Linked DNA regions of Ovis aries: region 1 is linked to region 2. Evidence: chromatin contacts called from public Hi-C data. All regions are on one chromosome and are shown on one strand. Each heading gives the region's core, a stretch centred on a gene start, on an enhancer-like site or on the middle of the called end of the contact. The rest is flanking DNA. Distances are from core to core; before and after follow the strand shown. Region 1 overlaps KDM4A (lysine demethylase 4A). Region 2 holds the start of PTPRF (protein tyrosine phosphatase receptor type F).

The links. A called contact is a pair of places that touch in the nucleus more often than the background predicts.
Region 1: a Hi-C map of liver shows a contact between it and region 2, with 4 times the contacts expected there. The contact joins the enhancer-like site here to the promoter of PTPRF in region 2. A contact is called at or near these places in 2 of 16 Hi-C or Micro-C datasets (liver and mixed tissues).

What each region holds. Positions count from the first base shown.
Region 1 is chr1:18,317,824-18,322,258 of ARS-UI_Ramb_v3.0, forward strand. KDM4A (lysine demethylase 4A) reads left to right here. Exons shown (of 21, transcript XM_060400739.1): 10 at 196-395; 11 at 1,291-1,667. Among named protein-coding and RNA genes, the nearest start is that of KDM4A, 15 kb to the left of the region's middle. Within about 2 kb of position 2,073, at least 2 of the 54 cell types and tissues checked have an H3K27ac peak or open chromatin away from gene starts, as enhancers often do. A contact at or near this core is called in liver, where this site is marked.
Region 2 is chr1:18,192,288-18,196,331 of ARS-UI_Ramb_v3.0, forward strand. PTPRF (protein tyrosine phosphatase receptor type F) reads left to right here and starts at 2,530. Exons shown (of 34, transcript XM_042247044.1): 1 at 2,530-2,719.

The DNA.
Region 1 (4,435 bases), core at 823-3,322, 130 kb after region 2:
TCAGCTCTGTGAGGCGGGGCAGTGACATCCCTGATTGCACTTGATCGAACAGGCTCGGGGCTGTGAGGTCCCTGGTCTTGGGCGGCTCTCAAGTGTGAAGCAGGCTCTGGCGGTTCCTGTCAGGTTGCGTGGGGATGTGCTTATGTAAGCAGATATAGACACTGGCTCTTAAAAAGTGTGCACTCCTCCTTGCAGCCTGGCCAAGCACCGGATCGGGACAAAGAGGCACCGCGTTTGTCTTGAAATCCCGCAGGAGGTGAGTCAGAGTGAGCTCTTCCCCAAGGAGGAGCTGGGCTCTGGACAGTACGACATGGCAGAGTGCCAGGCTGCCCTCGCTCCCGTGAGGCCCACCCACAGCTCCGTGCGCCAAGTCGAGGACGGCCTCACCTTCCCAGGTGAGTTGGTCGTGGTATTTTTTTCCCCCACAGCCCTAACCGTTGGACGCCAGGTCACTGCAGGGTCGCAGGCATGACGTGAGGGAGGTGGGCCTGTGAGCAGGTGGTGACCGGAGTGTGGGAAGCACTTTGGGCGGGGACACTCAGGGTCACGGAGGGACGTGGGGGAAGGCCCACAGCTGTTCAGGGAGCTGGCCGTGGTACCCTGAGATTTGAGCAGGGGGTGGGAAGGGTAGGAGACAGGTGTGCCACAGGAGCTGCGCCTTGAGATGTTGGATGAAACAGCGTGGGGACCGCCTGCCTGCCTTCTGAGAGCTTGCTCACTGGGGGCCCGAGGGGCGGTTGGTGTTTCAGGAAGGGATGGCGTGGTCCAGCACCGTGTTTGAAAGCCTTCCCACGGATGGTTATCGAGGGTAGATTTATTTGGAAGGAGCTGGTTTCAGCCTCGGGTCAGGCCCCGCTTGGGGGACCTCTGCGTGGACAGGATTCCTCTGGGTGTGTGCTGGGAGCCATTGGCACTGCGGGCCCAGCTTCTTCCGTGAAGCAGACTTCTGGCCTGGCTCGCTGGGTCTCCGCTGACCTGAGGGGACTTCTGGGGAAGGGACAGCTGCCGTGTGCTGTGTGCCAGGCTGTGCTCCCACCTCATATGTCGCAGTCTTATTTAAGAATCCTGGTGGGAGGTGGTAGCATCTTCACATCACAGAACAGGAAACCGGAGGCCCAGAGAGGCCAAGCAGCTTGCCCCAGATCGCACAGGGACCCCCGTTATGGTGGGGCCAAAGAGTTGGAAACCAGGCCTTCCTCGGCGCCCACGTTCTTCGGTCTGTGTCCCTCTCTCAGGGTTGAGATGTGCAGGAGGGAGTGGGCTCCATCCAGCGTGTCTTGTGTGTTTCAGATTATTCTGACTCCACCGAAGTCAAATTTGAAGAGCTTAAAAACGTCAAGCTGGAAGAGGAGGACGAGGACGAGGAAGAGGAGCATGAATCGGCTGCCTTGGACCTTTCTGTGAACCCAGCTTCTCTCGGGGGACGCCTCGTCTTCTCAGGCTCCAAAAAGAAATCGTCTTCCAGCCTGGGCTCCGGTTCTTCACAGGATTCTGTTTCTTCCGATTCTGAAACCAGCGAGCCTCTGTCCTGCCGAGCCCAAGGGCAGACAGGAGTCCTCACTGTGCACAGCTATGCCAAAGGGGACGGCAGGGTCCCCTCGGGAGAGCCGTGTGCCAGAAAGAAAGGGGGCGCCACCCGGAGCATCAGTGAGAGGGAACTGGCCGAGGTATGGGTGCTGGGGTGGGCCGAAGGGGGGGGGGGCTCCTGTAGGGTCCCAAATGGCAGGAGGAGACCCTCAGGATGGACCTCCAGCCTGCAGTTGTATCAAGCAAAAGCCAGGTGGCATTGGGTCACTTTAGCTTATTTTTTGCTGGGAGGGTTTTTTTTTTTTCCCTGTTATCTCTATGTGACTATTGCTCCAAAGAATGGCTTTGTGGCTTCCCTGGCCACCCTCAGTGGATCTTCAGTTGAGCGGGGCACATGCTCTGACCCTCCTGGCCTTAGGGGCACAGGGTTAGAGCAGCAGTGTTTGCAGCCTGGCGTTTGAGGGTTGGAATGACGTGGCCTCTCTTGCCCTGGGCTGCCCTGGGAGTTTTCCGGCCACGCCCCATGTTCATCCTCCCCCTCCGGGTACGACACTGCTGACAGCATCCTTTTGGAGACCAGGATGAATCCCAGAGCCGTCAACAAGGACATGTTTGCTCAGGCTTCTTCCCAGAACACGCTGTTGCCAGAAGCTATGTTTTCTGTTTGTTCTGTGTAGAAAGGCGCTTGGTGAGTCTACGTAGGGTCCAGCAGGGCCGCATTGGGTATAGCCCAACTCAGGCCTGCCCAGGTGACCTCTCTCTCCAGCCTCACAGCCTGTGGTGAAGTTGCAGCTGGGCTGAGGGTTGAGGTGGGGCCACTGGCAGATTGTAGGAGTGAGCACAGAGAGGCTCTCCTTGATTCCCTGTTCCCTTCACCTTTGGAAAATTTGTCTTTTAAAAGTTTTTATTTGCTTTTTAAAAAAACTTTTCATTTTGTTTTGGAGTATAGCCGAATAACAGTCTTGTGATAGTTTCAGCTGGACAGCAGAGCAACTCAGCCAAAGCATTGTTAAAGTATACACAAACAGAATACTGTCACGAGACCGCTGTGTGCACGCATTATCCCGGTGTGCGTGCGTTATCTCTGTGTATTAACATTTGACGTGCTGGCTTTATCTTTTCTTTGCCTGAAGTACTCATGCTTTGTCCTTATTCAGATTCTCCTAGTTTCTCAGCAGTGCCTTTCTGTGGTTAGTTTGCTGCTTGTCTTTAACACCCGTATGATCTTTCTTTCTGTTTTTTCTGCATCTCAGGCTCAGTTTCTGTAGATGCTGTTTCTCCATGTGGAGTCCCTCCTTCCCTCTCATGCGTGGTGCAGTCTGGTGAGCCAGTGACCCCAGTGTCTCCTTCCCTGCTTTCCCGTCGCCTCTGACCCCCATTCCCTGCCCTCCTGTGGTCACTTCTACAAGCGAGGGCTCTTCCACTTGGAAAGCAGAGTCCCTTCTGTTCCTCGTGGCAGCGTCCCAGTCATCATTTCACAAAGTTCTGTGTGCTCTGCATCTTGCTGTCTGTGCAGGCCACACCGTCCTTGGGCACTGTCCTCCTGATGTGTGCAACCACAGAAGCTGCTGACAATAGCAAGGACGTACTAGAGAGTAAATACTCTATAGTATTGAGGCCATATATTAATATATATAGTTATTAATTATATGTTATTAATCTTACGTGGTGTCAAGTTTTTTCTAAGGTTGGTTTTTTTTCTTAGGTGGTAGCAGGGCAGTAAATAAATAACAGCCTTTTTTTTTTCCTCTCCCAAATTAGGAACCCGTAAAATTGTGGATACAGGACGTGGGCATATGGAGCTCAGAATGTCACTTTGTCACCAGTTAAAATGGTTGAGGAGAGTGGTTTCTGACCCGTGGCCAAGTAGCCCTGCTGCTTGTTTACCCTCAGTTAGAGAGATGACCCGTCTGGTCACAGGCAGCCCTGGACCGCTCAGGGTCCCCTCACGGGAACAGAGTGTCTCCCAGTCTTGTGTCTTTCTGCGTGTTGTACACAGAGGCAGCAGTGCGTTCCCTCTGTAAGAGGCAGATCCCAGTGAAGCCAAAGCCAGGAATCCTCCCATGGAAACATGCTGGGAGAGGAGGCTTCTCTCTTAACACGGCTCTCTGTGTGACCCCTGCTCCCAAACCACTATGTGTCTTTCTGGTTCCTTTTTGCTTGTGTGTAGGTCTCTCCGCTGCAGCCTGAACACCTTTTCTCCGCTAGTCACCTGCCATCTCTACCACCTCCCCCCTTGATGTGCTGGCGTCTTTGAACTACTGCAGAGTCACTGATATGTCTCGGCTGCTTGACCTCTTCGCTTTACTCTGTAGTGGTCTGTGTGCCTGCCCTGGGCTAGGACGGTACCTTCCAAGGAGCTCGTCGTCGAGGCCAGCAGACAGATGCGAGCAGGGAGTTCTAGCCCCTGGTGATCTGCATCGCAGCACACGTGGTGGAAGTGTTAGCAGCTCGGCCCGGGGTTGGGGTAAGGGGTCAGGGACAGCAGCAGTAGGTGGTTAGCAGGAGCATGAGTCTGGCGGGGGAGAGGGTTCTCTTTGGAGCTGGGGCTCATGCCAGTATCAGGGCAGGTTGGGGTCCACAGTGGTTTTGCTGGTCTCAGTAGGATGAGAGGGCCTTGGGAGTTGTGGGTGGAGGGTGTCAGGAGGCCCGTCCGAGACCTCTGCCTGTTCTCTGAGACTGACTTCAGAGACAGGGTGAAGCGGCAGTGGAAGTTTACCTGACATGTGTTTCTGGAGAGTGAAAACTTCTGTAACATGTCTTTTTCTCTTTTTTTTTGATGCACAAAGATACATATGGAGTAATACAGCAAACCACAAACACTCAGCACCATCGCCGAGATCTAACAGTTAATATTTTGGAAGCCCTGTATGCTTCATCTGTCCTTTTAATTTCCTGAAGTGTTATA
Region 2 (4,044 bases), core at 1,280-3,779:
GTATTGGGAGTTCAAAGTCCTAGTCACCAAACTACAGGGAAGTCCCACAGAGTAAGTCTTCAGAGGTGTTTTCTATGACTATGTGTGAGAGATTTCTGTGTGAACTGAAGCCCCAAAGTCAAAAGCACTCTATCTCTGTCTCTTTCCCATCTCCCCCCCTCCCCCTCATTCTCTCTCCATCCCCCACTCCCACTCACCTCCCTTGGGATGATCTCTAGCCCCTTTCTATATTTCAGATTTTACAGGTTGCATTAGATGAAGGTGCAGGAGGGAAGATGCCCTGTTTCTGGCCCAGCAACTGATTGAATGAGGTGCTGCTGCCTGAGATGGGACTGCTGGGGGCTGGCAGATCCGGGGTGGGAGAGACAGTGCATTCAGTTTCCCTGACCAACTGGGGAGTGGTCTAGAGAAGACTCTTGGAAATACGGGTCCCGCACTCAGAACATTGCTTCCCTGGTGGCTCAGACAATAAAGAACCTGCCTGCAATGCAGGATCTCTGGGTTTGAGTCCTGGGTTGGAAAGATCCCCTAGAGAAGGGAATGGCAACCCACTCCAGTATTCTTGTCCAGGAGACCCATACCAGGGAGACAGATTTGGAAGTCATCAGCATTTGGTTGGTGGTGGTGGAGACAGTCCATGGGCAGAAAGCAAGAAGGGACAGTGTAGACAGATCCTGGGAGGAAAAGGAGATGGTAAAAAAGAGACTGAGAAATGGCAATCAGGGAAGGAATATAGGCCACTGAAGCCAAGAAGAAGAACTGTTTTCAGGAGTCAGCAAGGAGCAGGCATCACTGGCCAGAAAGTATACCTTTTTAAATTTAGAAGAAACCCTCCCCCGAAGCCTAAACTCACTCCACTTCTGAAAAACAGGCCAAAATGTCTAAAGATGCACAAAACTTGCAATACCTCCTCCACAGGACACCAAAATTATCAGTGAATAAAAAACCACAGACTAGGAATGTTCATTTTTGATCCGTTTGTCATCTGGAATCTGGATCTGATTGTTTGCCCAGAATCACTCCCATCCCCTTCTCACACACGAGGGGGCGCACACACACCGCTTCTAAATTCAAGTCCTGGGCAAAAAGCAGGCAAGTGAATTAGGTGGTAACCAGAACTCCACTCAGCTCACAGCCCCAGACCCCTCACCTCTACCTCTGCCCTGTACATTACACTGTGCTCCTAGAATCTAGGTGCTTCAACAATCTCCAGACTTTCTCTCTCACCTGACCCCCAGACTCACAGAGATATCACAGAGACCCCACAGATCAGAGAACCCATAGGGGTCCTCATCTGACATAGGCAGTCGAGGTAGGCTCCCCATGTTTCATGAGGGTGGCAGTTTCATGAGGAGAGGGCTGATGTGATATGGACTGCACGGTAGGTCTGAGATCAGAGGCTTTGGTGCCAAGGTGTGGCTCTTGGTTTGGAGCTCACCAAGTTCCTATGAGTTAGAACCTCTAGTAAATCTGTTGGTAAGTTATTGGTTTAGCCAGAGATTTATAGGGTCAGCATTTAAGTTTGATATGAGGAGTCAGAAATTCAATACTGAGGTTTATATCAGGCTTGGAGGACACTATCAAGTGCTGAACTAAGGGCCAATTCAGGACCTGACTCAGGTCCACAGTTGGCATTGCTGATTTTGGGGTGCTGGCCAGCCTCAGGCTGGGGTTGATATAGGGTCAGAAGAGTAGAGAGTGAGTATGGGGCTGCAGTGGATTTGTGTGGAGCTTCTACAAGGCCAGTCTCATAAATCTTAGGTTCCAAGATTACCACTAGAGGTGAGTCAAGTTAGGGTCTTAAATGGGCCCTCAAATGGACAAGGTCTGAGGTCAGTATTTGTATTAGGGTCCTTTTCCAGGGACTCAATCCTAGTTCACAAAGTGTGTTGGTATTGACCTGGGTCTGGGACTGCAGTATTAGAGTTTTATGGAAAGGCTTGGGGTTCACAAAAAAGTGCTGGGTAGCTACCATAGCAAAGTAGCTATCGTATTTTAAGGTTCACACAGGGACTGGGGCTCAGCATTGGTACTGGGGTCCATTTAAGGACCAGGGTTGATGCTGGGGTCACGATCAAAGAAGAGGTGATAAAGGGATTTTAGCCTAAGAATTGGAATTTCAGTTTAATAAAGGGGTTCAGATTAAAATTACTACTCGAGCCAACTTCACGGCAGATTTGGGGGTTTGGACTTACTGTTGAGTTGGGGTGGGTCTGGGCTCAATAGCAGGTTCAGATCTCTACGGAGAGAAAATGGGGTCCTAGAGTAATATCAGGTTCACATTTGGATTGGAAGCCTCTAGTAGGATCCGGACTTCGTATGGAAGTTTGGGTCTGCCCATGCTTATTATGGGGGTTCCGGTTCTGTACTGGGGTCCGGGTCGGTTTACACGCGGGGTTGGGTTGCGGCCTCGGGCCTACGCGGCTCAGCAGCTCTACGAGCGAGAGTGCACGAGGGGAGGGGCGGCGCCGGGGACGCGCACGGCAGGGGCAGGGGCGCGGGCGTGGGCGCGGGCACGCGGCTGGAGCTGGCGCGGGAGCGGCGGAATCGGTGGCGGCGGCGGCAGAGGCGGCGGCTCCAGCTCCGGCTCCGGCTCCAGCTCGGGTGGCGGTGGCGGGAGTGGGATCCGGTGGCGGCGGCGGCGGCGGCAGAAGAGGAGCGGGAGCAGCGGCCCCAGAGGCTTGGGGGGACATGCGGACCGACGGCCCCTGGATAGGCGGTGAGTGACCCCCGGGCCCCCTTCCAGTTCCCTCCGCATCGGTCCCTTCTCCACTCCCCCGCCCTCTCCCCGCGTTCGCAGAGCGGAGCTGGGGGCGGTCCCGGGGGGCTGGGGGCGCCGCTTAGGCCGGGCCGCGCCCCCACCTGCCGCGCCCGCCGCCTCGGCTAAGCGCCCCCACCAAGCCCGGCGGCTCCTCCCCGCGTTACCCCGCGGCAGACGGACCCCCCCCCCCCATCGCCCTGCCGCCGGCTGGCTAGCTCCTTGCCGCCCCTCGGCGCCTTCCCCTTTCTCCGCCTCGCCCCCTCCCTCCCGCCGCACCTGAGCCGCAGCCCGCGCCGCCCCCCTCCCCCCCGCCCAGCGCAAAGTTTCCCTTTTGCGTTGGGGCTCCCCCTCCTGGGTCCCACCTCGTCTGCCCCCACCACCGGCGCGGACACGCTCCGGGGGCGGCCCTCAGCCTCCCACCGCCTCCCCAGCTCCGGGCGGGTCCAGGCCGCGCCCCCGCCCCCGCCGCACAGGCGCCCCCTCCCAGCCGGCGGGGGATCCGCAGCCGCCGCGCCCCCGTCTTGCTCGCGGCCCGGGCGCACGTGCCGTCCCGGGGTGCGCGGGGCGCGAGTTTGGAAACCCCCACCTCCCCAGCCCCCGCACCCAAGTCGCCGGCGCCGGCTGGGGAGGCGCTGGGCCGGGCTGTACCCGCCCCTCCCCGGGTGCAGTGACCCAAAGGCCCTGGGACGACCTGTCCCGTGAGGACGTGTCCACTCGGACCCGCTCCGGAAAGTTCACTCAGTCGCCGCCCGGCGTCCCGTCCCGTGTTGGTGTGCCCCGGTCCTCATCGCTGTGCCCACGATCCTGTCTCGGCTTATTTCTCCTTTTCCCTCCGTGTTTCCGTCTCTCTACGCCCTTCAAAGCCTCTGTATCTCTGTCTCCCCGTGTCGCGGCCTCCCACTTTCAACCCACTCCACCCCCCAAGCAATCCCGGGGTCTCTCTGCTGTCTGCGACTCCCTCCGGGTCTCCCCTGCTCTCTCGCTGGCTCTCTGTGCTCTTTCTCCCGGCTCTCTGTGCTCCTTGCCGGGTCTCTGTGTTCCTTCTCTTGGGTCTCTCTGTGCTCTTCCCGGCTTTCTGCTCTCTCCTCCCAGGTCTCTCTGCTCCCTCCCCCATCTCTGGGTCTCCCTTCCCGGGTCTCTGTCGGGTCTCTTGGTGTCTCTGTCTCCCACGGACTGGAATCTCTGCTGCCCCTTTGCAGAGACCCAGACCTCCTCCTCGTTCCTCTGGAATGCTGCCCCTCTGGTTCTTCCACCCTAGGGTGGGGGAGGGGCTAGTTTTTCTC